Regions from separate parts of the Mus musculus genome. Here all the other regions are linked to region 1. A link is a contact called in public Hi-C and HiChIP or PLAC-seq data. All regions are on one chromosome and are shown on one strand. Each heading gives the region's core, a stretch centred on a gene start, on an enhancer-like site or on the middle of the called end of the contact. The rest is flanking DNA. Distances are from core to core; before and after follow the strand shown.

The links. HiChIP or PLAC-seq counts read pairs in DNA pulled down with a chosen protein or histone mark. A called contact is a pair of places that touch in the nucleus more often than the background predicts.
Region 2: a contact with region 1 is called in a Hi-C map of the N1E-115 cell line, with 6 times the contacts expected there. The contact joins the enhancer-like site here to the promoter of Padi2 in region 1. A contact is called at or near these places in 3 of 39 promoter capture datasets (the C10 cell line, hippocampal neurons and liver), 2 of 15 datasets of contacts at CTCF or cohesin (embryonic stem cells and large pre-B cells), 6 of 484 Hi-C or Micro-C datasets (the N1E-115 cell line, adipose-derived mesenchymal stem cells, cerebellum and 2 more) and 3 of 115 datasets of contacts at active chromatin or transcription factors (astrocytes, embryonic forebrain and large pre-B cells).
Region 3: a contact with region 1 is called in an SMC1A HiChIP or PLAC-seq map of large pre-B cells, with 7 times the contacts expected there. The contact joins the enhancer-like site here to the promoter of Padi2 in region 1. A contact is called at or near these places in 5 of 39 promoter capture datasets (the 3T3-L1 cell line, the C10 cell line, hippocampal neurons and 1 more), 1 of 15 datasets of contacts at CTCF or cohesin (large pre-B cells) and 1 of 115 datasets of contacts at active chromatin or transcription factors (large pre-B cells).
Region 4: a contact with region 1 is called in a FOXA1 HiChIP or PLAC-seq map of pancreatic cancer cells. The contact joins the promoter of Iffo2 here to the promoter of Padi2 in region 1. A contact is called at or near these places in 1 of 39 promoter capture datasets (hippocampal neurons) and 3 of 115 datasets of contacts at active chromatin or transcription factors (astrocytes, large pre-B cells and pancreatic cancer cells).

What each region holds. Positions count from the first base shown.
Region 1 is chr4:140,904,483-140,911,414 of GRCm38.p6, forward strand. It overlaps Padi2 (peptidyl arginine deiminase, type II), which reads left to right and starts at 1,878. Exons shown (of 16, transcript NM_008812.2): 1 at 1,878-2,067. The coding sequence starts at 1,952. It overlaps Gm46719 (a long non-coding RNA gene), which reads right to left and starts at 5,372. Exons shown (of 2, transcript XR_001784481.2): 1 at 5,248-5,372; 2 at 4,492-4,780.
Region 2 is chr4:139,871,290-139,878,415 of GRCm38.p6, forward strand. No RefSeq gene overlaps it. Among named protein-coding and RNA genes, the nearest start is that of Gm1667, 36 kb to the right of the region's middle. Within about 2 kb of position 1,517, at least 11 of the 459 cell types and tissues checked have an H3K27ac peak or open chromatin away from gene starts, as enhancers often do. A contact at or near this core is called in the N1E-115 cell line, where this site is marked.
Region 3 is chr4:139,740,133-139,747,804 of GRCm38.p6, forward strand. It overlaps Pax7 (paired box 7), which reads right to left. Exons shown (of 9, transcript NM_011039.2): 9 at 1-770. The coding sequence ends at 655. Among named protein-coding and RNA genes, the nearest start is that of Gm42334, 9.0 kb to the left of the region's middle. Within about 2 kb of position 3,684, at least 24 of the 459 cell types and tissues checked have an H3K27ac peak or open chromatin away from gene starts, as enhancers often do.
Region 4 is chr4:139,573,119-139,580,483 of GRCm38.p6, forward strand. Iffo2 (intermediate filament family orphan 2) reads left to right here and starts at 1,602. Exons shown (of 9, transcript NM_001205173.1): 1 at 1,602-2,479. The coding sequence starts at 1,830.

The DNA of each region.
Region 1 (6,932 bases), core at 628-3,127:
ACCAGGTCAGAAGCCTAAGTGTGGGTGCCGAGAGAGGGGCAGGTTACATAAGGGGAGGGGCTTTGTATCCTGAGTCTTGGACCATACTCTGCCAGCATTTTCTGAATATTGTCTCATTTAATATCAGTTTGTACCTTCCATTATGCTGAGAGATTACCTATAAGCTCTCTCGAGGCAGGCAAGCCACCCTTACCCTGTGTCCCCACCCAGGTTCCTGCACTGCTACTGTCAGGAGCTATGCACCCCTAGGTTAGTTCTGACAGCGTTCCTGGAAAGATAAAATAATTTAATTCTAATGCTTTGGGAAGTATCATTTGGGGGCAGTGTGGGGCACAGAAACCACGTAACTAATGAGTGCACCACACACCGCCGTCGTTTCTGCCCAGCTGGGTAACCACAGCCTTTGCCTGATCGCACAACCCTGGCTCTGCTGGGACTCACTTGCTTGACAGGAGACATGGAAGGAGTGAGTGACATACAGGACCGTTCTGCCCGTGTTGGAGGTGGGAACTCTTGCTTGCCTGCAGAGGGGTCCTCAGACCCGAGCCCACCTTAGCAGGGCAGGGGTTCCCAGTCTGGTGCCTCTTGGATTCTTTCCCACAAGCTGCCTCCTGATTGGAGAACGCTCTCCCAGGGACCAATCAGAAGTTAGCAGCTTCTCCCAGGATCTGAACCCCAAGCCTTTCAGGAGACAGTGACCCCTCTGGCTGAGATTCTGGCTCTCTGCTTCTCCACCCACATTCCTCCTAGATCCCTGATACCCAGGAACAGCTGGGGTCTTTACCATCTCCTAATTTGGGCATCTGGAGGAGAAGGATGGAGTCGAGGGCCGCTGGGCGTGCCTGGGCATACCTATGAGCAATGCGTTTAATTCAGTGTGCCCTTTGCTGGGGCTCCCTTCAGTCCCCCTCCCTCTCCAACATTCACCCCTCCACCCGCCCTTCAGTCTCCATTCCCTTAACGAAAAAGCCACTTCCTCAAATTGCATAGCCCCAGGGTTGAGTTCAGAAAGAAAGGGCCTGAGGGTGGGGTTCAGAGTGCTTCAGACCCCACCCTGCCACTAGATGTCACGGTGCACCTTGGCCTTCAGGACCATACATTGACCTCTACCTTGGCACGTCTTTTGGTGTCGCAGGCTGGAGCCCTAATCCTCTGCCCCGTCAGCCCATTGTCCTTCAACCAGGCACATCCTCCCAGCCACCGGGAGCCACCCAAATCTCCATCCATAAACACCACACAGATCAGTCCTCTCCTCGCCAGTCCTCTCACGCCCCATCCGGGGTCTTCACTACTGGCTCCAGCTCAGTATGCTCAACGCTGTCTGGGGCAGCCAGAATGCACTCCCAGATAGCCCCATTCCAGGCTCATGCTGTCGCTCTCATGCCTGGGCTTAGCATTCTGGTCCCTGCCAGGGCCACAGTTCCCCCCACTCCACCCCACTCCCTATTTCTCATGGCAATGTGGATCTAATATGGGGGGTGTCCAGCTTCCAGAAGGTGTTCAGGAGGCTCCTCTCCACCCCCTGGTGTTGCCAAGATCTTTAAGAAGCCTCAGGGTTTCCTCTGAGAAGCATTCTCCGGCCCCAGACTGGCTTTGGTTGCCACCTATTCACTCCTGCCCTGTCCCTTCGGCTACTCCTGCTCGCACTTTCTGCCCCTCGGAGCTGGAGGTGAGGGGGAGCGTCCAGAAAGGGGAATTTACTGAATAAAAGAATGAACAAGCCAAACACGGAAAACAGGAATTGACAACTTGCGGGCAGAGGGGCTTGGAGGGCGGGGCCAGGCTTGACGGACGGGTTTGCAGATCCAATCCAAGAGGAGTCCGGCGGGAAGCCCCGCCCACGCCCCGCCCCCGGCTGCTGCTTAAGGCCGCCGGCTGCTCGGCAGCGAGCGCAGGCGCAGCAGCGGAGGGCTTACCTGCAGCAGGTGCTTATTCCTGGGAGCAGCACGGAATGCAGCCGCCTATACGGGAAAATATGCTGCGGGAACGGACCGTGCGGCTGCAGTATGGGAGCCGCGTGGAGGCGGTGTACGTGCTGGGCACGCAGCTCTGGACCGATGTCTACAGGTGAGCCGAGAGAGAGTTACCCTCTCACCTACCCTTCACAAATCTTGAGACCCTGGACCTGGCTCCAGTATCCAGGTTGCCCCTCAATTCGAGATCCTCAGAAATCCAGAGAGAGTCCAGGCCAGGATCCACTTCCATGCAATCCTGAGGCCCCTCTAAGACACACAGTTACAGCCCCTGTCACAGCCTCCTCTCTGAGACTACTCCCTAAATCTAGCCTTCTCATGACTGGTCTTTCCAGCCCCTCTCCTGGGTGACTTTAACACACATGGGCTCTCTGTAACACGCCCCTTTCACTCCCCCATTCCTTCTTGGCTGACCTTTCACCCCAGCCCAGCCTCCTCCACCAGTGGACTGCCTACCCCTGCAAGCAGAAACAGCCTGGGATGTGCTGGGGACTGACTTGTCCAAAGGGGAACTGCCCACGTGGAATCTGGCCTGGTACTTATCCGATTTCACCCTCCGGGGGGTTGCTGGTGGTTGCCTGTCCCGGGGCACTGGCTGTGAGCTGTGTCCCCAAATACCTTTCCTGACTTCACCCTGAGATCAGAGAGGGGTCACTTTCCACCCGCTATGGCCCTGGGAGCCAGGGCCCGTTTCTTCCCCATTTTCTCTGCCCACACGCTCGCTCGATGGGGGTCAGGGTACCTGAGACAGAAGGCTGAAGGAATCTCGCAGAGTGTGTCCCACAAACCCAGAGAAACTGATAGGGTATAGTGTGGGACCTAGGAAAGGTGCTATGGGGAAGGAGTAGTCTGAGCAGCCTGAGAGGCCACACTGAAGCCACCATCTGCTCCGAGCACTCTCAGTGTTCTGCCTTGCGAGGGAGGAAGGGCTTCATGCTGGAGGGAGGGGCATGCCAGATTCTGTGCCTGTACATCCTCTATGGGCCGTGTTCCCAGACCATTCTGACACTAAAGCGCCTGACTCTCCCGAGCCTCCCAAAGCCCACCTAAGCACCCCCTCATGCTCTTCTGCCCGCTCTCCAGCTCCTTCCCACTGCTCGGCCACTTCACAGGAGGCCCCGGTTCCCGCTGGTCTCAGCAAGCCTAAGACGGGGCCCCTCTCTGCTCCTTTAGCCCTTAAGCCTCAGCCCCAGCCTCCACTTCACCTGGGCCTGGACTTCAGTGGGCCTTCATATAGACCCCAAAGCAGGATTATAACACAGGGGTGGGGTGTGGTCTAGGCGCCAGTGGCCTGGGAGGGTGCCCATCTCTCCCCACTCCCTGCTCTGAACTGGGCATTGCCAAGGGGTAAGCCAGGATCCTGGGCCCTAAGCCACAGTTGTCACCATGCCTGTCAGCTTGCCTGCCGGGGCACTGTGGGGACTCTCTGAAAGACTGGCATGCTGCCTCTGCTGGGGGCTAAGGAAGAAAGGGGGTCTGTGCCTAAGTCCTTGTCCTTGCTCCACCTAAGCAGAGAGAGGCCCAGCACAGTGGAGGGCAAGGGGACAGGTGTCCACTAGCCTCAGCCAGGACTCAGTTCACAGAGAGTTCCCCAACACCAAGAGTCAGCACAACCTAGACCATAACCTGCCCAGAGGAAGCTGTACGCAGGCCACCGTTGTCATTGCAAATGTTGTAATAGTCTACCTTTAAAAAAATAAGTTAACCAGACGTGGTGGTACACACCTGCAATCCCTACACACCAGAAGCTGTGGTCCGAGGACCACAAGCCGAAGGCTCATTCATACTACATAGTGAGTTCCAGCTCAGCTGGGGCCGCACAGCATGACCCTGTCTCAGTATACCCCCAACACATGCATGTGTACCTCAAAAAGGAGAAAAAACAGCCCGTAATCCCAGCACTGGGATGGGAGGCAGAGGCAGGAGGATCGCTGTATTATTCAAGACTAGTCTGGTCTACATAGTGAGTTCCAGGACAGCCAAGGCTACACAGAGAGACCTTGTCTCCCACCCCACCTCTAAGAAACACTCATAAAAGTTATTTCTTGTAATTAGTACTGGAAGCTGGGTGTGTGGTGCATGCCTTGAACCCAGCACCTGAGAGGCAGAGGATGTCCACGGATGGAGCCCTGTGAGCTTGAGGCCACGGCAACCTCCCGGCCAGACAGGGCTACCTAATAAGACCCTGCCTGTCTCAGAACAACCAAAAGAAAAGAAAAGGTGGACCTGGAGAAGTGACTTAGAGGGTAAATGTGTCGCTGTTAGCGTGAGGATCTCAGCTTGACCCTCAGGTTCCCATGTAAAAAGCTAGGTGTGGCTGTGTGCTCCTGTGCTCTGTGGGGAGCAGAGACAGAAGGTCGCTGGGGGCTTATCAGCTCGGTTCCAGGGTCAGTGAGAGCCCCTGGCAGAGAGTATCAGCATAGGACACCCAGCATCTTCCCCTGGCATCCATGTCTACTTATCACACCCACCTGCAACACATGCACACACATAAAGCACACACACACACACACACACGTTAGAGAGATGGAATTACTTTAATGCTCATGCAATAGTTTGTTAAGCCCAATGTATCCAAAGTGCCGTCGTTGGAATACGTGATCATGGAAGATAGTTCATGAGAAAGCTGCTGATCTTCGCCTGTGACGCTTTGTGATCCTTAAAGTTCATCTGGAGTGATAGTGAGCTGCTGGTTGCTCTGCAAGGGTCCCACAGTCACCTATGTTGATGGCCACTGTCCCGGATAGCACATGTCTGGACCAGAGACCCAGTATCTCTCTAGGTAATTCTTTGCTGAAGGGACTGTTCTGTAGAGTATAACGTAATGAGTGGTATTCCTGCCTCAGCTTACCCACTGTGAGTCGCAGCCTCACTCCTACACGATATGACAACCAAAAATGCCTCCAGACAATATCAGATGTCCCAGGGAAAGAAAGTCGTGTGTCAAGGGACCTCCTTCATCAGGACATGTCCAGTATCTGTAGGGACAAGCCTCTTCTCAGGTGGAAAGGACCAGAAGGGGTCTTAACACTAGGAAAAGATGCACTGCCCCTCTTGGTCCTGAATGAGACCTGGAAGATGCTTTTTGAGCATCCTGGTCTGCAAACCAAGAAAAAGAGGCTCAGAAAGAGGAATACATTTGCCCGGTGACAACCAGGACACAGGTGTGAGTCATGTACCTCAGAGCTCATGCTTCCCCCTAGCCACCCTCCACCCTGGATGGGAGTCCCCTGCCCCTTGAAACATTGACACCTCATCCTGCCCCACTTCTCACCGAGTCCTCCCTAGCTGAGACACAGGTTCTGGCTCAGGACTCCAAGAGATGCTGTCACCCCAGGGCCTCTGAGTAGATGCCACAGAGCAAGACCTGTGTGTAGCGCATCCAATTATGTAGGAAGGAGGGTGGGGACCCCTCATTCTTTCATCACGTCACAAAGGGGAATAAGCAAGCCCCACTCCACAAGGCTGAGGGTGAAGGGAAGGTGAGCCTCTTTCTTCCAGATCTTTAGGTCTTGGTAGGAATTGCCTGTCAGCCGGACACCAGTCCCCACCATTATCTCCTGTGGAGTGAGAGGTCTCTGAGGAACTTAGAAGTTGTTGGCACAGTAGAAAGAGACAATTTATTATTTATTTTGCTCTGTTTTTGGCTTTTAAAGATCTTATTATTATTGGGCTGGAGAGATGGCTCAGTGAGTGAGACCGGAGTCCAAATGTCTGCACCCACAGAAACACCGGTGCAGAGAAAGGAGGCTTGCAGGGGCTAACTGCCTAGCAGCCTAGCTCCAAGTCAGTGAGAGACTCCAATTCAACGAAATGAGGCAGGACTCATGCCTTTGATTCCAGCACTTGGATGGCAGAGGCAGGTGGATCTCTGTGAGCTCCAGGTTAGCCTGATTTACATAGTGAATTCCGAGACAGCCAGGGCTGCACAGTGAATTGTCTTAAAAAAAAGAGAGAGAGAAGGAGAGAGGGAGAAAGAGAGAGAATAAGGTGGAGATTGATAGAAAAGAGAAAAGTACACTCTATGTCATCTGGCCTCTGTGAGTCTGCACAGATAAACCCACATGTGTACACACACACACACACACACACACACACACACACACATACACACACACACACGAGAAAGAGAGAGCACTTGCCATTATTTACTTAATGTAGCTCCCTAACATTTATTGAACACCAGGCAACCTTCCGAATATTTACATGTCATTTAATATGTATGTGTAATTTGCATATGCCCCGCCCCCATACCGTCACGGGGGAGGGGGTTTGGGGGGGAAGGAGCTGTTATCCCTTTCATCCTTAAGGGACATAAAGTCAGACCACACGACTGAGGAGTGGTGGAGGAGCAGAGCCCAGGCTGCTCTCCCAACCTGTCTTCCTGAGGCTCCCAGTTTGATTGGGGGGCGTGGCTCCTCCCTGCTCTGCCCCTTACAGAGCCATGGGGCGAGCATGTGAGCACAGCGGTTGATGGTTGCTGAGTTCCTAGCATGATGGTTGCTGAGTGCCTAGCATGAGACTGAGCTTGCCATTTTCAACCTCAATAGGCAGGCCCTGTTGGATGGGTCCACGGGAGGTCAAGGGTATGCGGCAGAGCTTGGCAGAGCACCGACACTTGCTGCCGAGAGAGTGACGCCAGGCCAGGTCCCGTGGCCCCATAAATTAGAACAACACCCAGAGCCCTGGGCCTGGGACAGGAGGCGCTGCCAGGAGCTACTTAGGATTCAGGTTTCAGGCTGGTGCCCAGGAGTGGGAGGGCTGAGAAAGGACCTGGCACCCCACGTGCTAGGCTCACAGTCGCTTCACTTAGTGGGGCCCCTGAGGCTCTTCCTCGCTGAGCAGAGGTCCCCAAGTTAGGAAGACAATGTAGCCCCAGGAGCACACGTCCCCAAACACCAAGGTTTAGAAGTGACTGGCTCCTCTCCTGCCCACACATAGCCATGCTGGACCCTGAGC
Region 2 (7,126 bases), core at 267-2,766, 1.0 Mb before region 1:
AAGAAGATGATGATGGAGATAGTAACAGTGTTTACGGTGAGAATAGTAACGGGAGAGGGTGTGATGAGAGCAGTGGTGGAGATGATGATGGAGATGATGGAGAAGATGATGCAGATGATGATGGAGAAGATGGAGATGGTGATGGAGATGATGGAGATGGTGATGATAATGATGGTGGTGATGGCAGAAATGACAGTGGAGATGATGATGGGGCTTGTGGTGGCAATGAGGATGATGGAGATAGTGGAGATGATCCACTATCATCTCCACTATCTGAAGAAGTGATGAAGGAGGTGATGATGGAGATGGTAATAAAGATGGCAATGATAGTGAAGATGATGAATTAGCTCTTATTGCATGCTCTCTCTATCCCAAGACTTGGATCCCAGCTCTGTTGCGACCTAATAAATCACCTGTCTTCCACCCTCTCCACATCACTGTTTCTTACACTGTGCTTTGGGAGGGTTTTTTTGTTTGTTTGTTTTGAAATTGTTACTTCACTTGTAAAACTGAGTCCTGGCAGCACATGAGACCTGCACAGGACTAAGGAAGGAAGGAGGGGCACGGTGCGGACCCGCCTCCAAGACCCGCCTCCAAGACCCGCCTCCAAGACCCGCCTCCTAGACCCGCCTCCCAGCGCTGGCCACCCGTGGTTCAGCTCACATCAGCTCCTAGCCAGTCTGAGAAGCCAGTACAACGGCACACAGCATCCATCTCCCATGCAATCTCCATGGTTCCTCTCGCTGAGTGTGCCACCTTGTACAGATTCAAACACTCAGAGAAGCTAAGTGACCGGCCCATGGTCACACAGCCGCTGACGTTGGGTTTCTCGTTTCTCCTAATTAGCTAGCCCAAATTTCGTGGTCCAGACTGATCTCTATCGCAGTGGCCTCACATGCCTGGCTGACTGGGTTCTGCCCTGCGGCCTTTCTCTGCCAGGACTGGTCACATGGCAGTGGCTGGAGCTGGTACATCCCAGAGGCCTGGCACCCTCTCAGCCCCAGCTCAGGCTGAGCTCAAAGGGTATCTGATGGAGCATCCTACCTGTGGCAACTGGAACCGGGTAACAGGGCAGCCGAGGTGCGACTGTCTGAGAAGGCCAAGGCACTGGCAGACGATCTAAGACTGGAGGATGCCCACAGCCTTGGGACCTGTGCAAAGCTGCAGCTCTGTGTTCTGTGGGTCAGGATGAGAGCAGGCAGGTAGATTTGAGGGAAGAGAAAGTGACTTGCCCCTTGAGGAGAAGCTCAGAGATTACAGGCCCTTTATAATTAGCCTCGTTGGGCCCAGCTAGAGCCCGAGTATCTAAGCTCAAGGCTCTTCCATACTTACCACTCTGCACTGCCCAGTCTCTAAGGGTTTCCCTGTGGCCTCTCTCCAGTCTGTGCTGGAGAAAGTGGCCTTTTCTACATGTTAATCCTCTTGAGCTCAGACTCACTCTCCTTCCAGGTTCTGCTAGGGACCTGCAAATGGAACCTGATGCCAGCAGCCACCAGAGGGCAGCAGAGTCAAGGCTCTGCTGTGGCTGGGCTGTGGAGCCTCTCTTCTGGGGTCTCATGATCACCATGGTGGCCCAGCAGACTGCAGTAAGGGTCTGGCTGTGACCTTGGCCAGTCCCGAGGCTCCGTGTTCCTGATTGTATCAGGGAGTTGCTTGGCATCTGAAGCGAGTGGGGAACCCACAGAGGGGAGGGAAGGCTGGCTGGCGTCTCTACACTCGCAGGCCTAGACTCTGTCTCCTTGTATATACTGATGTGGGACCCCAGGCTCTGGGCTGAAGAGGGCTCGGCATCTCTCTGGGACCTACCAGTTGGACAAGGGAGGTTTGTGCTCCTGACTGAAACCTCCATTTCCTGACATATTCTTCCCAGTGAGCCAGTGGATGAAAACTCAGAGCCTACCGGGAATGGGGAGTGCACCCAGGCCTGCATCCCTCCCTAAAATTGCAAAAGAAGTGTGTGTGTGTGTGTGTGTGTGTGTGTGCGCAAACGTGTGTATGTGTGTATATGTGTATGCTTATATGTGTACATATATGTATGTATATGCATATATATGTACGTACATATACACAAGTAATATATGTATATATGTAATAGATACATAATTTTATATATATGTATGTATGTGCATACATATGCGCACATATACTATATATATGTATATGTATATGTGTATATGTGTATGTGTGTATGTGTGTATGTGTGTAGGTGTGTATATGTGTATATGTGTATATATATATATATATGTATATATGAAACAGAAATAAGATATGTGGATGATTTGACCTGGCTGAGCAGGTATGGGGACTTTGGAGTCCAGCTGTGGTCCCAGGGCAAGTCCTTAAGCCCACTGTTCCCTGAGGCTGTCTGCTCTTCTATCTGGTGATATTTGTCCCTTGGTCCTATGGTCATTGATATGTCTGATGTACCTGAGGATCCAGCCGGGCAGCTTGTAGACATCTTGACAGAAGTGACCATCCCTTATGGCAGGTGTCAAGTGTCATGACCGGTCTGGTTGACTCCTTTTCTTCAGACCGACCCCCACAAAGGAGAGGAAACTTGTCTCTAATTACAGGTGGGCAGGCTGAGACCGCTGAGCTTTAGACGGATGGCTGACAGCCATGATGTTCTCGGTGGCAGAGGCGGGATCTGAACCCAGGTTCAGGGGACTAAATGCTTTCCTACTCTACAGTAAATAGAGGTTGAATGAATTAATGAATTAATGAATGAGTGACTAAATGACTAATGAAGGGTCCTTAACCTGGTATCTTTGTTTCGTTTTGTTTTTACCGTTGCTGAGATAAAATACTCGGACAAGCTGAATGCGGTGGTGCTCACCTTTAATCCCAATACCTGGGAGGCAGAGGAAGGTGAGTCTCTGTGAGTTCGAGGCCAGCCTGGTCTATAAAGCGAGTTCTAGGTCAGCTAGGGCTACCTAGTGAGACCTCAGACAAAAACAACTTAAAGGAGAAAGGGTTTTACTTCTTTCAGCTCCCTGCTCAAGGTGCAGTCCATCAGAGTCAGGAGGCCGAGGCAGCTGGTCACCCTGGTCCTCAGTCAGAGGAAGAGAGAAGAACTAGAGCTCAACTCACTCTCCTTCCCTCATAGAGCCCGGGATTCCCTGCCTAAGGAATGGTACCGCCCACAGTGGTTGGGTTTTCCCACCTCAGTGAACATAATCAAGATAACCTCTCACAAACATGCCCAGAGGCCCTTTACCCAGGGGATGCTTTTATTTTTTATCTATTTAGTTTTATATCCCTATCCCAGTCACACCCTCCTACAATCTTTTCCCCAACCCTCCCCTTCTCCTCTGATCAAGTGGGGGCTCCCTGAGTATCCCCCCACCCTGACATATCAGGTCTCTGAGGGGCTAGGCGCATCCTCTCCCATTGAGGCCAGACAAGGCAGCCCAGCTATAAGAACATATCCCATGTACAGGCAAAGGCTTTTGGGACATCCCCCACTCCAGTTGTTTGCAATCCACGAAGACCAAGCTGTACATCTGCTGCATATGTGTGGGGAGACCCAGATCCAGTCTGTGTGTGTTCTTCGGTTGGTAGTTCAGTCTCTGAGAGCCCTAAGGGTCCAGGTTAGTTGATTCTGTTGGTCTTCCTGTGGAGTTCCTGTCCCTTTAGGGATCCAAAATCCTTCCTTCTATTCTTCTGTAAGAGCCCCATCCACTGTTTGGTTGTGGGTGTCTGCATCTGTCTGAGTCAGGTGCTGGGGGAGCCCCTCAGAGGATGGTTATGCTAGACTCCTGTCTGCAAGCATAGCAGAATATCATTAATGGTGCAAGAGATTGGAGCTTGCCCATGGGATGGGTCTCAAGGTGGGCTTGTTATTGGTTGGCCACTCCCTCAGTCTCTGATCCATCCCCCTTGCCTGCATTTCTTGTAGACAGGATAAATTTTGGGTCAAAAGGTGTGTAGGTGGGTTGGTGTCCCTATGGCTCCACTGGGGTTCCTGCCTGGCTACAGGAGGTAGCCTCTTCAGGTTCCATATCCCCAGTACTGTGAATCACAGCGAAGGTCACTCCCATTGATTCTTGGGCGCCTCCCTTATCCCAGGTCTGTGTCACATACGCATAAGTGGATGTTAGCCATGAAATACAGGACACCCATGCTACACTGTACAGACCAATGAAGCTAACCAAGAAGGAAGGCCCAAGCGAGGATGCTTGAATCTCATTTAGAAGGGGGAATAAAATAGTCATAGGAGGCAGATGGAGGGAGGAAACTGGGTGGGAGAGGGGATCCGGAGGGGAATAGGGGATGGGGTTCAGTATCAGGTGTGGGGAGGGACAGGAGAGATGCCCAGATGGCTATGAGAATGAATGGAAATCTGATAGGGATGAGGAGGTGGGGGTGGGGGCGGGCATCCCCAGGATGTGATACCCAGGAGATTTTAACTTGTGTCAAGCTGACAGTTAGTAGCAACCATCACACCTGGAGAAGGCTGTGTGGGGCACAGTGAAGGTGGAGATGCTCCGTTCATGTGGAGCCCAGGGGGACAACCGCAGCTTTGTCAACTGCTACAAACCAGTCTCTCAGGGACACCAGGCTCAGGGGCCAAGGCAGACATCCACCTGCATCAATCCTGAATCCTGACTTGAGGTGTATCTCCAAGCCCCGGAAGTATCTGCTGAGCACCACATGGCTAAGCAATGCCTTTGTAGGACACTGAGACTGGCTTTTTGTGGCAACTCTGGACTCGGGAACTCTTAAAAAAAACAAACAAAACAAACAGTTCAACTTCATGATTGATTGCTCGATTGATTAGTTGACTTATTCATTAATTTACTGAGTGTTTATTGAGTGCTCGATGGGAGCTGGGAGCAGTGCACAAGAGAGACAAGTCCCTGCCCTGCGGGTCACATGTCAGAGACGCAGTCAGAGAGGAAGTCAGAGGGTCAGCAGATTGCCATGACAGGACAGAGAGGCAAACAGAGGGCGAGGCAAGGAGACGATGTGGCAGAGGTGGGGAGGAGCTGTCTCGGAGGTACACTGTGACCGAGGCCTTCAGCTATGACATGTCCGAGCAAATGACCGGGCCAAGAGAACAAAAGATACAAAGAGCCAGAGACAGAAAGGGTTGATGGTGAGAGACAGGGGCCTGCCTTGTGTGAGAAAATGCCAGGAGTCTGACATGACAGCGGCTTGGGCTGCCGTGGGCCTGAAGAAGCAGGTTCATTTATTCATTTCATTTTATTATTTTTCTACACAGAAGGGAAGGACAGGAGGTAGGGCAACATAGACCTGGCCTCTCCCTGTGACGAGTTGCTTCAAGGAAGGGGATGTCAAGATGAGTCTCCTGAAGGAAGAGGGCCTCCCCCGGGACAGAGGGAAGGGTGGAGAAGTCTTGGAACATAGGGGAGTAGAGAGGGCACCCCTAAGAACAGGTGGGCCGTCAGGATGGAGAGGTCAAGAAGGGAAGGGCAGATGCCTGTAGCATGCAGAGGAGTAGACTCCTGCAGCACTGGAGGCAGAACCTGGCCTGCATCTCTGCTGGCTCTGCAGCCTCAGGCAAGTTCCTCCACCTTGGAGAGACTGTAACAGATGTCCCTGTTTGGGCCATCCTGACAGTGTGGTTGTAACTGGCCAGTCCCAGGCCCCTCAGCCCACTGGGGCCTCAGCTTAGCTCTGTCCCATGTTGGACCTTAAATGCGTGACTTGGCAATAAGGGAGGCGAGGCTCCAGCTCAGGAGTCAATGAAGCCACCAGAAGACCTAGCCTTGCCTCCCACTGGGGGGCCCAGCTCTGGAGAGAGTGCTCCCAGAGGCAAGCAGGACACATTCCTATTTAGGTTGTGTTCGCATAGAGCAAGGCCTCTAGCAGGCAAGACTCCCAGAGGTGACTTGTGGGGAGACCAACCCCCCCCCACTCCTTCCTGCCCCATCCAGAAGCTCCCAGAGCCTCTTGCCTGAGTGGTCTTGACTGACTGAGCCCGCCTCTATTCAGCAAATACGGAATGAGTTAGCGTAACAAGGCAGGTGCAGATCTGTGACTGGGATCTAGTGACAAGGTCAGATGGCTCCAGTGACTTTACCTGTTGGAGGGACAGACAAAACCAAGCTACCTGCCTCTGGGTCACTAGACGGACCCTTGACAGTGTGGGAAGGAGGTAGGGCACAGTGAGTCTGGGTGTACCAGCCACCGTGCCTCTGTCTCCAGCAGGTGGCAGCAGGTGACTGGGTCCTGGTTGCCAACTCACTAGCAGCCTGGGTTCAGCCAGTGTCCTCAGGAGTGGCCTCGGTTCCTGTTGTTAAGGTCTTCAGCCCTCTGTTCTGTCGGATGGCAGGTCTGAGCTCCCCATGAGGTAGGAAGGAAGCTCACACAGATAATCCAGAGATCAGGGACCAGAGTCAGGGAGGCAGCAGCAATGAACCCAGCCCAGAGCATCCCTCCATATCCCCTAGAGGAAGCCAGCACCCAGGGAGGTGACAGAGGCAACAGGCTCCTTGTTTTGTTTGTTTGTTTTGTTTTGTTTTGTTTTGTTTTGTTTTGTTTTTGTGTTTTTGTTGTTTTTTTTGTTTTTGTTTTTGTTTTTTGTTTTTTGAGACAGGGTTTCTCTGTATAGCCCTGGCTGTCCTGGAACTCACTCTGTAAACGAGGCTGGCCTCAAACTCAGAAATCCTCCTGCCTCTGCCTCCCGAGTGCTGGGATTAAAGGCAGGCTCCTTGGTTTAAATTCAATGTCCAGTCTCCGGAAACCTGCGTCAGATCTGGGCTTTGCCACTTGCAGGCTGGGGGCCTCAAGTGACAGACCCACACCCTCTGAGCCAGCACCCAGGCCCTCCCAAAGCAATGGCAAGGACCTGAACCCTCTGTGCATACAGTACCCATAGTATGGGATAAAGCTGCCATCAGGGACCTCCTAGTCTAACTAGAGGCTCATAGCCCTACTCAGGAGCCTCACAAGCCCTTCCATTTCAGGCTATGCCTTACAAGACAACGGTGACTTTTTTTTTTTTTTTGAGACAATACCTTGTGGAGTCTATTCTGACCTCACATACTCTGACTTCACACACTCTGGAGTTTCCCACAGTCTGTCTATAAAAGGTGCCATGCCCCAAGTGTGTGAACAAGTGCAAATACATGTGTGTGTGCATGCCTCAAGTGTGCATGCT
Region 3 (7,672 bases), core at 2,434-4,933, 1.2 Mb before region 1:
TCTGTGCCCCCTACCCTCTGCTAGAATCCCTTCCTGGTCTCCTGATGCCCTGCAGGGTGCATAGGGACAGTCCTAAAGTCCTCTGGATTCCTAGGTAAAGCTGGGATGTTACCTGCTTTCTCCCCTGGGAACACCCTGGGGACTCATCTCAGTGTCCAGTGAAAGAGGCTGCAGTCCTGATGCCAAGCGAGCGAGAGAGAGCTCCCAGCTCTGTGACTGAGGACACCCATGGGCTCCACCTACACCCATAGCCAGGGCACCCACGACTCAGAGGTCAAGGACTCCAGGGCCTTGTCTTTGGCACCATTTTCTTCTGATAACTAGGTGCTTGGTTCAAATTGAGCCTCAATCTCTGCACTGAGACAGGACCGAGGCCACGATACAGAGAAGGTGGATGTGAGCTGGAGGTCACTGCAGGATGCCTAGGAACCCCTCTGAAGAAAGAGGGGAAGGCAAGGGGCCACTCTGGGTCACTAAGCATGGGTAGATGGCACACTGGTTTTCCGTCTCCAGAGGGTTTCCTGTAGGAAGGGAAAGGGTTTTTTTCCCTTGGTCTCCTGCAACCCCAGGGGGATAAGGGGACTGAGGTGAGGAGACTCAGGGCTTGGGAAGGGTTGGCTGGGCCACTGGATGGGGCAAGTTGCCCCAGGGACCCTAGTAGGCTTGTCCCGTTTCCACAGGAAGAAGTCCCAGCACAGCGGAGTGTTCCCCAAGCTTCATACGGCGCTGTGTGGACAGGCTCACGTTTTTGGCCAGGTAATCAACAGCAGCTGGAAAGAGAGAGAAGCTTCTAGAAACTGAGGTTCTTTTCATACATCCTTCCACTTAACCTTCATCCATCTGTCCATCTGTCCATCCAACCACCGTTCCATCCATCCTAACCAGCTCTTGTCCATCCACCCATCCACCTATAACATCCATCTATTCATCTGTTTACCCATGCATCTTACTAATCTATCCATCCAGCCTCCTTTTCTTCCATTCTTCTGCACATTCACAAATCTATTTATCCATCTTCTACTCCATCCCTTCTTCCAGCCATGTATCCTTCTCTCCTTCTATCTACTCATCCATCCATCCATCCATCCATCTATCCATCCATCCATCCATCCATCCACCCACCCACCCACCCACCCACCCACCCATCCATCCATCCATCCATCCATCCATCCATCCATCCATTTCTGTCTAATTACCCATCAAACCTTATGATCTATCCATCCATTTCCACCATCCATTCTTCTTCACAATCATCCACATACAATGTCTTCCCTTTACACACCTGCCAATCTTCTCATCTGTTCTTCCACCCACACTATTCATCTACCCATTCTTCTGTTCATTAATCTTCTGTCTATATGTCCATCCTTCTGACCATCTATCCATCAGTCCCTCTTTCCTTTGTTGGCTAATTTTTATTGTCAACTTCACACAGCCTAAAATGACCTGGGAGGTGAGCATCAGTTGAAGAATTGTCTAGATCAGGTTGGCTTGTGGACATGTCTGTGGGGGAACTGTCTTGACTGCTAATTGGTTATTAAGAGACACAGCCCACTGTGGGTGACACCATTCCCTAGGCAGGGAACCCTAAGGTGTATTAAGAATGAAGCCAGCCAAAGGCAAGTAAGTAGACAGCATGGATACATTGTTTCTCTCTGCTTTTCAGTGTGGGTTTGATGTGACCAATTCAAGTTCCTGCCTTGACTTCCTGTTATCATGAACTGTAACACATGTCATTGTAAGTAAAATGAACCCATTCCTTCCCTAAGTTACTTTTGGTCAGGGTATTTGGCACAGTAACAGAAATAAAATGAGAACACCCTCCATCCTTCTTCCACCCATAGTTCCCTTATAAATCTCTTTCCCACCCTCTCAGCAAATATTTCCTCAGTGTTTATTATTTGTCTGCTCTTTTTCTGGCTCTAAAGGGAAGTACACGTACACATCCCAGATTTCAGTAGAGAATTAAGCTTCCCTCCCTCAGTCCATTTGCATATCCTGGCCAGTGAACCCGGCTGAGTGAGTCCAGGTTAACACTGAGGATGAAGGCTCTCTACCTTTTCTGGACCCTGAGTGCAGGTATGCATGAGGCACAACAGGGTCCTTGCACAAGAGCCAAAGTGGCTTTTGCAAGTGAGCCAAGAGGGCCTTTGAGAGAAAACATGAGAGCTGAAACCCACAGCCTGCCAGCTCCAGAGAAGTCCTGTGAGCATTGGTGGGGATGCGTGTGAAAATGAGTGGTGTGTATGTGTGTGTGTGTGTATGTGTGTGTGTGTGTGTGTGTGTGTCTGTGTGTAGGGGAAAGGAGTGTCTTCACAAGGCAATGCTGAGCATAGCATGAATATTCATACATAACAATACCTACCCATGCCCATTTGAGACACACACACATACAGACACACACACCTGTGTGAGCCCCTTGCTCCTTGTAAACAGATACCTATGCACACACAGGTCCTGCAAGCATAAGAGCTCACCTGAGGAAGACACAGATGTCTGTCATGTGCAACTACAATGGCTGGCCTGCGAAGCATGTGGATCTGTCCTAATTGAAGCTCTAGCAGACATCTTTCCTGACTAAGGCACTGGACAGGCAAAGGTCCAGGGCCTCCCAGGGCCTTTAGGTCTTGTGACTATAACCAGTGTGCCCCCACAGAACCCCCATGCATAGAGAGGTGAAAGCTGGGCACGGAGAGTCACAAGGCTCCCTCTGTTACCCGCCTTTCAGGGCTCCCTGTAGACTATCTCTGTGCTTCCCCAAGCGTGGCATCTTCTGCTTAAAGCAGGGCAGGGGGAGGTAGAGCCAGGAGGCAGGGGACACAGCTTGATGGTGAGACCAGGGAGTCCAAAGGGACAATCTCAATAGTTGCCTCCCAACCTTGAGTGTGACCTGGGCCATAGCATTTCAGCCTCAGTTTCCTTGTCTATATCATGGGATGGAGCATATGAACCAAAGAACTGCAGGCAAAGAATCCACACACATAGTGTGAAGGTAGAGTGTGGTGCTTGTGAGCGCAGGCCTAGAAGAAATGTGACCTTTAGCGGTGGCATGGAGAAAAGGGTGGCCATTCCTGGGTACATTCCCAGTCATATGGTTTTGAGCAAACTGGTCTTCCTTTATGTTAGTTTATCTACTTGAAAGCTGGGGTACAGACACTGTTTTAAAACACGCTGTCATAGAAGGCTCAGGACAAGCCTCCCCACTCCTAAAGGCTATGAAAATGTCCTGGGGTGTCTTTGAATCGTGTGTGTGCCTCTCCAGCCAGGCTCATAGTGGGTGAGTGGAGGGGAAGATCTATGCTGAGTTCCTGGGCTGGTGACGTCACTCACTCAGCCTCAGGCTCCAAGGTAGCAGAGCAGAGGCAGCTATGGCCACCCTTGCCTGGCTGTGAATGGGGAGTGGGGAGTTGCCAACTCTTGCTGAAGGAAAACTTTAAAGCTCTGGTCACACTGTCATTTCTCCTTGGGTGTCAGGGTCCATGGATCAGTAAGCCACCCTCTTAGAGGGCTGAAGGGATAGAAACAGAAACCCCAGAGATTTAGCCCTGTGCTATCCTGCTCCCAATGCTGTACTCAGGGTACTTTTAGGTATTTTTCCAGTCATATAAGCCAGATAGTGGGACTGTCCCCTGTCCCTGTTTGGTGAAATGTAGAACTAAGGTCTCTAGAGACTCTGACTATAATCAGCTGGTTCCTCTTACACTTTCAGACTCAGGCAGGCTGGTGACAGCTCCATAGCCTTGGGCCTCACCAGCAGCCCCTGGGAATTATCTTGTGGTATCAGCATCTTGGCAATGGCCCCTGGTGTGCATACAGCCCTCACGACTGAGGCCCTCCGCCCACCCCACATGCCCACGGTGACCTTTTCCACTCCAGGCAAGGTTTACCAAGAGCACACATCACCTCAGGTGAACTTTCTTTAGTCTCAGGGAGCTGTGGCTTACTTTGCCTCAGCCTGTCCCATGCTGGGCCCTGACACGACCACTACAGTTATTCCGTGGATGGGGTGTCTGAGAGGTCCATCACTGAGCCATGCTAACAGCAAAGGCAGAGCCCACACTTGGTTGGCACTTACTGTATACTAGGGGAAGGTGGGTTCTGTGCCTTGGGCAGGACAGTTCCCACTTGAGAAAAATAAAACCCGAGGCACAGCACAGTTGCCAGCCCAGAGTTACCCATGGGCACCCATGGTCACGGCTCCATCGACAAAGCTGTGCAAACAGGAAAAGCGGATCCCTAGAGCCCATGCAGGAAAGCCAGACATGGTGGTGTCTGGACCCCAGCCCAGGGGAGACAGAGGCATCTGGATCCCTGGGGCTCAATAGACAACATGCCTGCTGGTCTGTTTAGTAAGTTCCAGGCCAGTGAGAGATGCTGGGGATAGTGTCTACAGGTGAGACCTGAGCCTGACCTCTGACCTCCACATGCACAACTGCACACACATTAATGCATACATACATGCATGAACACATACACACATAAATAAAGGAAAACAAAATAAAGAATCGTTTCTCTGGCACCTCTATCCACTCTGCCCCAGTACACAGTAGGAACTTTCCCTCCTTGAGGTAGGCAAGGAAGCACTCAGAAGCCAAACTTTCCTGCTGACCCCCTGCAACTTCCAGAGCACCCAACGGGCCAACTGTAGGGCGTGCTTGCCTCTTCCTAGGGTAGAGCCAAAAGGCTGGACAAGAAGACAGGAAGGTGACATTCCTCATTAGGGACTCTGTCAACAACCCTGGATGTCCTTCTGTCCCTCCGTGTCTCCCTTCTCCTGCCTCACACCCCGCCTGGGCTCTGAACGTCTCCAATTACATTAATCAAGAGTTGGCAGGAGCTGGGCCAGCAATGCCAACCAGTAAACAGATCCCAGCCATCAGGAGCTCGTCAGAGCGCAGCCCCAGAGGAGGACCCTTCCAGACACAAATTCTTATTAGAGTTGTCAGATCTATTAAAATTCTTTTCACACTCCTGCGTTCTATCAGCCCCATCATTAGTATGGCCCTGGCCTCTGGGAACACCGGGGCCATATTAATCTACCATGTGCCCCATCCCTGCCCCCCTGCCCCCACCCACTCCAGGGACGGTTAGAGATGGGCAGATGGATGGACTTGGCCAGAGCCAGAAGATGTGGAGGTGTCTCTGGGAAGGAGAGAGGCCCTAGGAGCCAGGGGCAGGCGGGGTCTGCTGCACAGGAGTTAGGTCACGTGCATGTTTCAAACACACCTGAAATTGGCTCCTAATGACCAGGATGCAGGTGTGGCCACCAACAAAGCCAACCAACCCCTCTCTAGTAACTTCTCTAAGTCTCATTTCTATACTAAGACAGTGAGAATGACCATGCACACAGCCCTGTGTGGCAGCAGAGATGGGGCGCCAGCTAGCAATCATTTCTCTCCCCTCCCTGCATACGCATTTAGCAAGTTACACCTTGACTCTGCGCACATGGACAGCAGCACTCCCACACACGAGTGTGCACACGGGAGAGTGTGTACCCGATCAGTGCCAAGTGTCTTTCCCAGGCTGGCTCACCTGTGCTCCGAGGTAAGGAAGCTGAATCACAACTGCCTGGCTGTGGGACATTGGGAACACTGCTCTACCTCTTTGAGCCTAACAAACTGAGGACCAGGAGGTGGGGAAGCTCTGTGGCTGAGAAGCACGTATTTCACACAGAGCTGCATGGGCTAAACTCAAGCATGGGACAGGAGGCAGCAAGTGACAGGTGGATCAAGACCAACACAGGGGAGTCCAGAATGTGTGACTTTCAAAGCTTATTAGAGAACCTGGCCTCCTGTGTGCTTAGGGGTGTTGGCTGCTGGTTAACAGAAATGTGACATGTCCTTGGACTGCCCCAGAAGGTCAACAGAAAAAAAGGCAGTGTGGCTGGAAATGGCTGAGAGGATGTGCCTCGTCCCCAGACCCATTCTGCAGGTGGGAAAGCTGAGGCTGGGTGTGTGTGACAGCTGGGTGACACATGGTGGCCGAGGTGCCTCAGTAAGTGGCTGGAGACCATGGCCCTTGAGGAGCCCTGAGCTCTCCCTGCAGTAACGGAGGAGGAGGAGAAAGGAGGGGAGGAGGGAGGAAGGAGAGGGAGGGCAACTGCTTCTCCTTTCTGGCCTCCTGGGCCCCTTCTCTTTTGATCCCCCTCCTCCACCACCCCCATGCTGACTTTGGGGTTAATTTTATTTCCGAATTGGGCAGGCGCCCTGGAGCAGGGCAGGGGCTCCAGGCTCCGGGTGTGACTAACGCCTGCCCGGGGCCGGCCACATTGCCGCTGCTGCTCTCAAATGTTTTATCAAGAGCATGTGTGTCCTGTGTTGGACTGGGAACATGCGCTAGGTCAGGGGGTCAACCAGGGACGGCGTGGAAAGGCTTCCATGGACACTGGTGTGTCCTGCATGCAGATGATCGTGTAGTGCTGGGCTTCCCAAGCACACATTCACAGGCATGGTCCTGCACTCCCATAGGCACACACACAATTGCATACACAAGCATGCCCAGGCACTGCATATGAACACACCCAGGTATGCATATCATGTTCATGCGAGCATCTAAGTCATACCTAATCATAGATACCTTTAAGCACAAGTACATGCCAAAATATACATGTGCACACAACCACACTTATCTGCATATTGGTCGTACACTTTCAACACACACAAACACACACACACACACACATATGCCAGTGCACACACACACATATAGACACATCAGCCCATAAGAACCCACCTAAGAAAATTTAAACATGTGTGTATATTGCCACCATATACTCTCACATGTATGTGTGCCTGTGTGCTCCTACAAAGCCATATACACATATGCAATGTGTACACAGAACAGCCATTTGTATGTCCATGTGTACAGTTACATGTAAACGTATACACATTCAACACACGTTCACACACACACACACACACACACACAGACAACTCACTTATCTGGGAAGATGTGGGCACTTTGCAGCCACATCACTTGCACACAGTGTGCCTGCAGACGCTTTGGACTGTAACAATCCCGTGATGCATTCACACATACAAGCTTGCACATACGCACATGGGAGGTATAGGCCCACACAGCTGGCCCTCATTTAACCGTGGAGGCCAAGGCCATGAGGTTGGAGCGGGCTGGGGGCCTAAGGAAGCAAAGGTCAGTGTGGCAGGAGCAGGCAACAGCTGGAGAGGGTGCCCTTAGGCTGGAGGCCCCACTCTCTCCACACACCCTCCTGATTAGTTTGACACCAGCAGGTGAGGCCTTTGCTGAAAGGTGGCGCGAGGGCAGCCTTGTGACCTTTGGCTCCCCCATCCTGTCTGAGCCTGCCCTGCTGCTGGCCCCGTCAGGCGACGGCCAGAAGTTGCGGCCAAGCCAGGCTCGCCCAGCTGTTGATCTGAGAGTCTGCTGTTGCTCTATCAAGCCAAGACACCAAGGGGACAGTGGCTGGACTGGGTATGTGAGACCCTGGAGACTTGAGAGGCCTGTCACACAGAGAGCAGTCTGTACACAGCCATCCTCTTGCATTCGTGCCACATGCCGCTAGCTGTCCTACACTTGACCTGCGCCTAGCACCATGGGGAGCAGACTCAAGGATGTTTACTTAGTTTTATGTCATTCAAATGTAAAATCTGGTCTTTAATTTAGTTGGTTCTTGTTGAAACCCTATGAGCCTGTTTAG
Region 4 (7,365 bases), core at 352-2,851, 1.3 Mb before region 1:
GGGAATGCCGGAGCGCAGAGCTAAGTCCATTTGGCAGGGAGCGAGGGAAGGCAACAAGACCAAACCTGAAACACAGCAGTAACCTCACAACACAGCACCACCCCAGAGCACCACACTCTTTCTCGTCTGTCACAAAGAGCACCAAGGCTTTGTCCTGTGAGACAGGGTACCTGCCTGCAAGCTTACGCACAAGCAGACAAGACGGACACATAAGCTAGTAACAAGACAATGGCGGTGAGAGGGGAAAAAAAGATGTGGCCGGAAGAATCTAAAACATACCACATATCTGGTTAAGAGCTGACGGTGTAAGCCACAGGCATTCAAGGTGGGGTCCTTCCCTTAGGAAGTTTGTGGTGAGGACCAAAGGCCAGCAGCTCGGAAGGCTGGGTAGAGTGTGTTTTGAGGTGGTGGTAAAGCTCAGGTCTCAGCGACCTTCTCTGTAAAATGAGGATAATACTTAAATAGGTGCCTGCTGTGAGCTAATGCTTGCAGTGGGTACAGGAGACACTTGGAGATCGCAGGGAATACTGGTTTTTAGGGTGGTAGGTGTGAAGGATAGATGGCTGAAAGGACGGAAGATGGATGGGTCCAAATAAGTGTCCTCCAAATAGGTGGTACTCCATATTGCAGCAAGGCATTCGGGAGAATTGATGGATAGACAGACCCTCTGCTCTCAGGGCTCAGCTACAGCGCCGACTGTGACAATGTGGTGATAGGTGACAGGAGATGGTTAGTCAGGGTTGTGAGGACAAGCATGTTGGGAGGCTCATTGCTTTCTCTTCCCCAGCTTGTCTCACATCCCCGCTTCTGGGTTTGCCGTGGACTAGCAGGCTCAAAGGCTGCGAGAAGCCCTGATCCTGCCTGGTAGGGGACAGGAAGGCGACCAAGGCCTCCGGAGGCTGGAGTAGGGGAGCTGGTTTTCATGCATCTTCGCACACTATGGTTGCCAGACCTTTGCAGGCCACAGTCACCCGCATGCCTGAGAATCTGGGGCAGGGAAATTTGGGACACGGAGGAAGGGCAAGCAGGTAGTCAAGCCCGCCTGGCACACTTGGTAGTGGAGGTCTCCACAGGCTGTCCACCTTTTCAAGAGGCTGCGGTGCCCGGCTCTGCCGCGTTCCCGGGTACAGTTTCGCATTCAGACTGCGTTAGATTATCTGAACCCCGCTAGGCCTGCAGCGCCGCACGCAGGCGAGGGTTTTCTGGGCCGTTGCTGGGCGGAGCTTGAGCTGTAGTCGAAAGGCTCCTCGCAGACGAGTGGCGCAGCTTGTGGGTGGGCGGAGCCCAAGGGCCGATAGGCGTGGCCGGGGCTGGAGACCTAGGAGCCGAGTCTCAGCGGGTGAAATCGCTGCAATGGGTTGAGGGGCGTGGCCTATGTCCGCAGAGGGCGGTCCAGGCTAGGGAGGAAGGCCTTCGCCTATAGAGGGCGGGCCGGGAAGGGCAGAGAGCAGCTAGGCAGGGGGTGTGGTCTGTGTCTGCAGAGGGCGGGCCCTGGAGGCGTGGTCTGTGCCTGCAGAGGGCGGGGCTCGCCGCAGAGGGGGCAGCGCCGGCTGAGAGTCCTCTGCGAGCCGCTGCTGCGGCCGGTCCACAGCAGCTCTGACAGTCGCGGCGCAGGCACCGGACCCCTCACCAGCCCCACGCAGCCACCGCGACCTCCAGCTCGTCCCACCATCTCTCCCGACGCAGCGGAGCCGCATCTGGCACCTAACACCACCCCGGCCGCTCTGGAGCCCGCGCCCGCCCTGGCCCGGCCGCGCCGGGAGCCCGGCCCCGAGCTGGAGCCGCATCTGGAGCCACGGGCCCGGGGCCCTGAGCCACGCAGCCGGCGCATGGTTAACTCGCTGCTGTTCGGAGAGATGGCCTTGGCCTTCGGCTGCCCGCCGGGGGGCGGCGGCTGCGCAGGCGGCGGCGGGGGTGGCGGGGCCGGGCCGGGGCCCTCGCCCGTAACGGCGGCGCTGCGGGACGATCTGGGTTCCAACATCCACCTCCTCAAGGGGCTCAACGTGCGTTTCCGCTGCTTCTTGGCCAAGGTGCACGAGCTGGAGCGGCGCAACCGGCTCCTGGAGAAACAGCTGGAGCAGCAGCAGAGCGAGCGCGATCGGCGGCTGCGCTACAAGACCTTCTCCCGCGAGCAGGCCGTGCAGACCGGGCCCGAGCTGCTGCGGCCGTCGGCTGCGGGAAGCGGGCAGGCCCTCGGCGCGGCCACCGGCGTCAACGCCAACGCGGTGGCCCTGGGCGGCCTGCCCCCCGGCGGCGGCTCGCACCCGCAGCACTACGGTCGCCTGCCCGGGACCATCTGGAGCTACACGCAGGTGCGGCGCACGGGAGGCGGTGGCGTGGAGACTGTGCAGGGCCCCGGCGTGTCGTGGGTACACCCGGACGGCGTAGGCGTGCAGATCGACACCATCACGCCAGAGATCCGCGCTCTCTACAACGTGCTGGCCAAGGTGAAGCGCGAGCGTGACGAGTACAAACGGAGGTGAGTGGACGCGCCCCTCCTCCGCCGCTCTCAGAACCGGCAGCAGGGCCTGGCATATGGGCTGCGAACTGCGGGAGGACTAGGTCATCTAAATCCGCGAACGAGCGCAGGGAGCGCGGGATACCTGGGCGCCGACCCCTGGGGCCAGGCACATTGTTTCCCAGGGACGTAATAACCAGCGGATTTGTGGTGATCTCATTCTGTCCACATGACAGTGCGGTGTGAGGCAGCCTTGTCCCCATACTGCAGATGAGGAAACTGAGGTGAAGAGGTACCAAGTGTCTTGCTCAAGGCAGCTTGGCTAATCCGCGGTGAAAGTCAAGACTTGATCCTTTGATGGAAGTCATGGCTGGTGTGTCTCCTAGCCTAGGTATTCCCCGAGATGTTGGTGGTAGATTCCCTTTCCCATAGCAGGTGTAAAGAAAACAGTCTCAACTAGCTCATTGTCATTTTTTTTTTGTCCTTGAATTTAATGAGCTCACGTGTGAAGATGGATGGCTCTGTCCCTAGGGCCCCGGGGTCGCCTATCTTGTTCCAGGTCTTTAAGGCCAAGATCTCTGGCTTGCAGAATCAAAACCAGACACTGGCCTTTCAGAAATTCATCATCTTCTTCATACTCTCCCAAATCTCATGGTTTATTGGCTAGGTCCCATGAATTCAGCCTAAGGAATCACCCCCCCCCCCAGGGAAGAGATACTCACGGGTTAGAATAATGAGTGGACCCAGATCATGGGGTCCCGCTGGAGGTCAGGAGCCGACTGCCTGCAAGATGGCCAGTGTATTCCTTGCAGTTCAGATTTCCTGGCTGCAATACTGACATGCTTTCTGCCCGCAGCCTGCTTGACAGTAGTGTCTACTCAGCTTTCTGACTCGAGGAGGGGAAGGGTCTGTGCGTAGGTCTCAGGTCTGTGTGGGGGAGGGGCCCCTCTAGGCTCAGGCTCCAATCTCAGCTGAGTGTAATTCTGGTTTTGTTGTCTTTACTTATGAGGGAGTGGGGCCATTCCTTTCAATCCTAAACTCTCCCTGGAAGCTGTGCCTGGGCCTTCGCTCTTACCCTCTACTGAAGACCACTGCCCCGGGAAGAAGTCAGGTGCTAGCTCCCATCACCGGCAGGGGAGATTGTTAGCCACTTGGAAACCTTTTTGCTCCTCAGGGAAATCTGGACTGTAAGAAGCAGCAGCCAGTGCTCCAGGGAGAGTGGGATGAAGCCCGTGTTGGACGTCATCAAGTAGACGTTCTTACCTGTGAAAGCAGGGAGTAGCGATGCCTGGAGCCCCCAGCGCTCCTGCAGGGCCTGGATTGCTGGGGGAATGCTTTTATTTTATTTTTTTTCCCCTGGCTTTGGGAATGTCCCGTGCCATTCCTAGGGAGGCCACCCTCTGCCCTTGGTGGTCATCCCCGTCAGGGCGGACTAGGGAAAGAGACACTTGCTTTGGATGGTGAAACTCAAGGAGGAGGAGGGTTGGGCTGGCCCTCCTATCTGCCACCTTGACTGTGTAGTCATGACCCAGGCTTGCGCCGCGTTTGTTTAATTGTGTGTGTGCTTTTTGGCCCTGGCTACTAAGGTGATAGAAAGTCTGAGCCTGGGCTTTGAGAGGGATGGATTGTCATTGAGCAATGAGCCGTTCAGGTTGCACCCAGGGTGTGGGTTGTGATGTCAGCTTCTGGCACTGTCCTGGAATGAGCCGGCCCTGCTGAGACAGGTGGGGTGCGGGCATCTCTCTTTCCCGCCTTTCTGGGAGGTTCCTGGACACCTTCCTTCCTTCTCTGAAGTTTCTTCAAAGCTTTGGATTTTTCCAAAGCCAGCATTCTGCATTGCTCGGGCCTCGGTTTCCCCACCTGTAAAGCAAGGTGGTTTGGACAGCAGCTGTGTTCCTTGAAGCCCCAGGCTTTCTTGATGATACTTTAGAAAAAGCTCCTTGGGTAATTAATACAAAATACAACGAGGGCCTGCAAGATGGCTCAGCAGGTAAAGGTGCTTGCCGCCAAGCCTAAGGACCACAGTTCTATTCCCCGGACCCACACGGTAGACGGGGAGAGTCTGCTCCTACAACTCATTCTCTGACCTCCACACATTTGTTTGTGGCATGAATGCACACACAACACACATGCACACACATACATAAATGTAATAAAAAACCCAATACATCAATCAGAATGCTAGTCCAGTCGTGAAAGTGTTCTTGCTTTTATACATTGATGTCTGTCGATGTACCTGACCCCAGCAGCATGCTAACTTTGAAATAGTTGGCTTCTGGTTAAAGAGATGGATATTTTAAAGAGATTGAAAATTTAAGAATATGTAAAGACTGTGGGACTTTTAAAGTTATTTAGATCTTTCTAACTATTGCGTGCTGCCCGAGCAGGCTGCTTATTCAGTTGCCCGCCCACCCGAGTGTGACAAGACACTTGATTTTCTGCTCATGGCCTCATCAGTTGCATTCACTGAACCTAGAACAAGTTAATTTGTGTATTCGAGTCCATAATATAAATACATACAGAAGGGCATTCTGTTCTTACTGGCCGCTGTATGGAGTTCCCCCTACGAGTTTTGTTCCTGGAAGAAAACTTAAAAAAAAAAAAAAAAAAAGGTTAAAAGGAAAATCTCTGGGCTACGTGATGTGAGAGGGGCTACGGAGGAGGCTTGTCAGTAGGTGACACCCCATGTTAGAGCACTTACTTATCTAGCATGCAGACGGGATATTGGGTTGCAATAAGTAACTATATCTGAGCTGCTAGCCTACCTCCGGTTCTTTGACTACTAAGAGGTCACAGTTTAAGAGATGAGACCAAGGTGTTTAGCTGCCAGGTCCCTAGAGTACCAAAGGTATGGTGGCTTCCTGGAGTGTCTAGTGTGGAGCCTTGCGTTGAGCACTGGAGAGGTCCTGGCTGGAGAGGGAAGGGCTCCAGGGCTGTATCTATCCAGAGGACCCCAGAGGCTCCTGCTTGCTTCACTAAGTGGTAAGCTGGCTGTATAGCTAGGTCTAGAGGCTGCAGGTGTCTGTGGTTCCGTCTCATGACTTGTTCCTAGCCACGTTGCACCTGTAGTTTTCCGGTTTCGCTGAGGTAGAATCGGTCCATCTTAAAGCCACCGAGTTTTAAGTATAGCAGTGATTTTTAGAAAATGTAGAGCCATGTACCCATCTCCAGGGTCTGCTTTTAGAACACCCCCCACGCCCCCAAACTCCTTCCTGCCTGTTTGCAAACAGCTCCCCTCTGGAGCAGTCCCTGCCGGTGTCTCTGCCCATCTGATTTTTCTGAATGACTCAAAAGCTGGATCCCATGATCCGAGGTCTTCTGTCCCTGACTTCTTTTACACAGGCCGTGTTTTAGTGATGTGTTGTGTTTGTGTGTATTTGTAGAACATCCCTCCTGATTGCTAAGTCACACACACAGATGGGTATGGGTTTGTCTGTTTCTTCACCTTACATAGTCTTGGTTCCAAGTTTTAAGTGCACACACCACCCAGAGCAGAGCTTCTGGCCCCAGCGTGCCCCCGCCCTGACTCTGCTCACCGCTTCTTTGGTTTCTCTTTGGCCCAACCTGCTCTTTACCGCGTGGGAAGTGTGGTCACCGAGGCTGTATGGAGGGCAAAGTTGTGAAGCGTTGATCTGGAAACCAAAACAAACACTGCTGACTGTCACCACCCAGTCCACCAAGATCTCTTGTTCTGAGTTTGCAAGTCGGGGGGCTTTCCCCCGGGAGAATCCTGACAAAATATCTGAACTTTAAATACCTGCCTTTTCTGAATTAGTCTCCGAGGGACCTGGACTCCCTTGGGGGATCCCAGGGTGTGTGTCATGGCTGATCTTTTTGCCTTTTCAGATGGCTTTGTGTTTATTGTGCTTTCTATAGGTTCTGGGCATCTCCACTTTGGATGGCCAGAGTCTATACCATGACGTGTTCATTTATTGGAGAAGGAGGGTGGGTCACTTTATGGTCGTCAAGCAAAAGTTTTATGCAGGTCCCACTGGCTGTTGTGGGGAAGTTGTTGCCACCATTCCAGGAAGTGACAATTGCTGGCACAGGCAGCCCAGCTGCCTGCCGTGCAGGGTAACTTTCTAGTGTCCCGAGGTTCAAAGCCCCGAGCCCTGTAGGCCCTGTGATTACAGGCTGGCCGACTTTCTACCCTTGCTGCAGATAGACAGGCAGAGTTTATGTGCTCCTGGCTGGCTTAGTCCTTGGTATTTGGGGCAATGGAGGGCTGTCAGAACATCTGAGGGACCCTTGTAGTCTTTTATCTTGGTGGGCCCTTCAGATCCCCTGAACCCATAGTATGGTGCCTCATGGGTGAGTCTGGGGACAGTTGGAAGCTGAGCCCCAGATATTTGATCCAGGCCAACCACAGGCTCTTTCTTCCATGATTCTAAAGGATAGTCTGTATAGAAACAGGTTTGCTATTGATAAAAGAAATCACCAATTCAGCTGTGTACATTCCTGTCAGAGGTGGAGAAACTGAGGCCCGGGGGGTTGGGGGGGGAGCTGCCATCCACAGCTGGCTTTGGGAAGCCCTTCTAACTCATCCTAACTCTGATGCCCACATCTGCCTCCAGCGGGGCCTTCTCAAAGGCCTTCTTCTACTGCTGTGCTCAGAGTCTTTTAAAAAAGCTCGTTCCTAGGACAGGAGGGACTTCTGTCACAGCTATTTCTGACTGTGAGACGGAAGGGGCTGGGCTCCTAGCTAAAATGGAGGGCTCCAAAAGGGGATGTTAAGTGGGCAGCTGGAGTGTCCCTGACTTTCCCAGCATGTCCCAGGGAGGCCCTCCAGCAAGTGGGTACTGGCCGCTTAGTGCTCCGAGCTCCAAAGACTGTCTCAGAAGATTGTCCCCAGGCCTCTGGCACTTTTTACATTTCTGAAGCTCCCAATAATAGGGTCCTTTAATAAT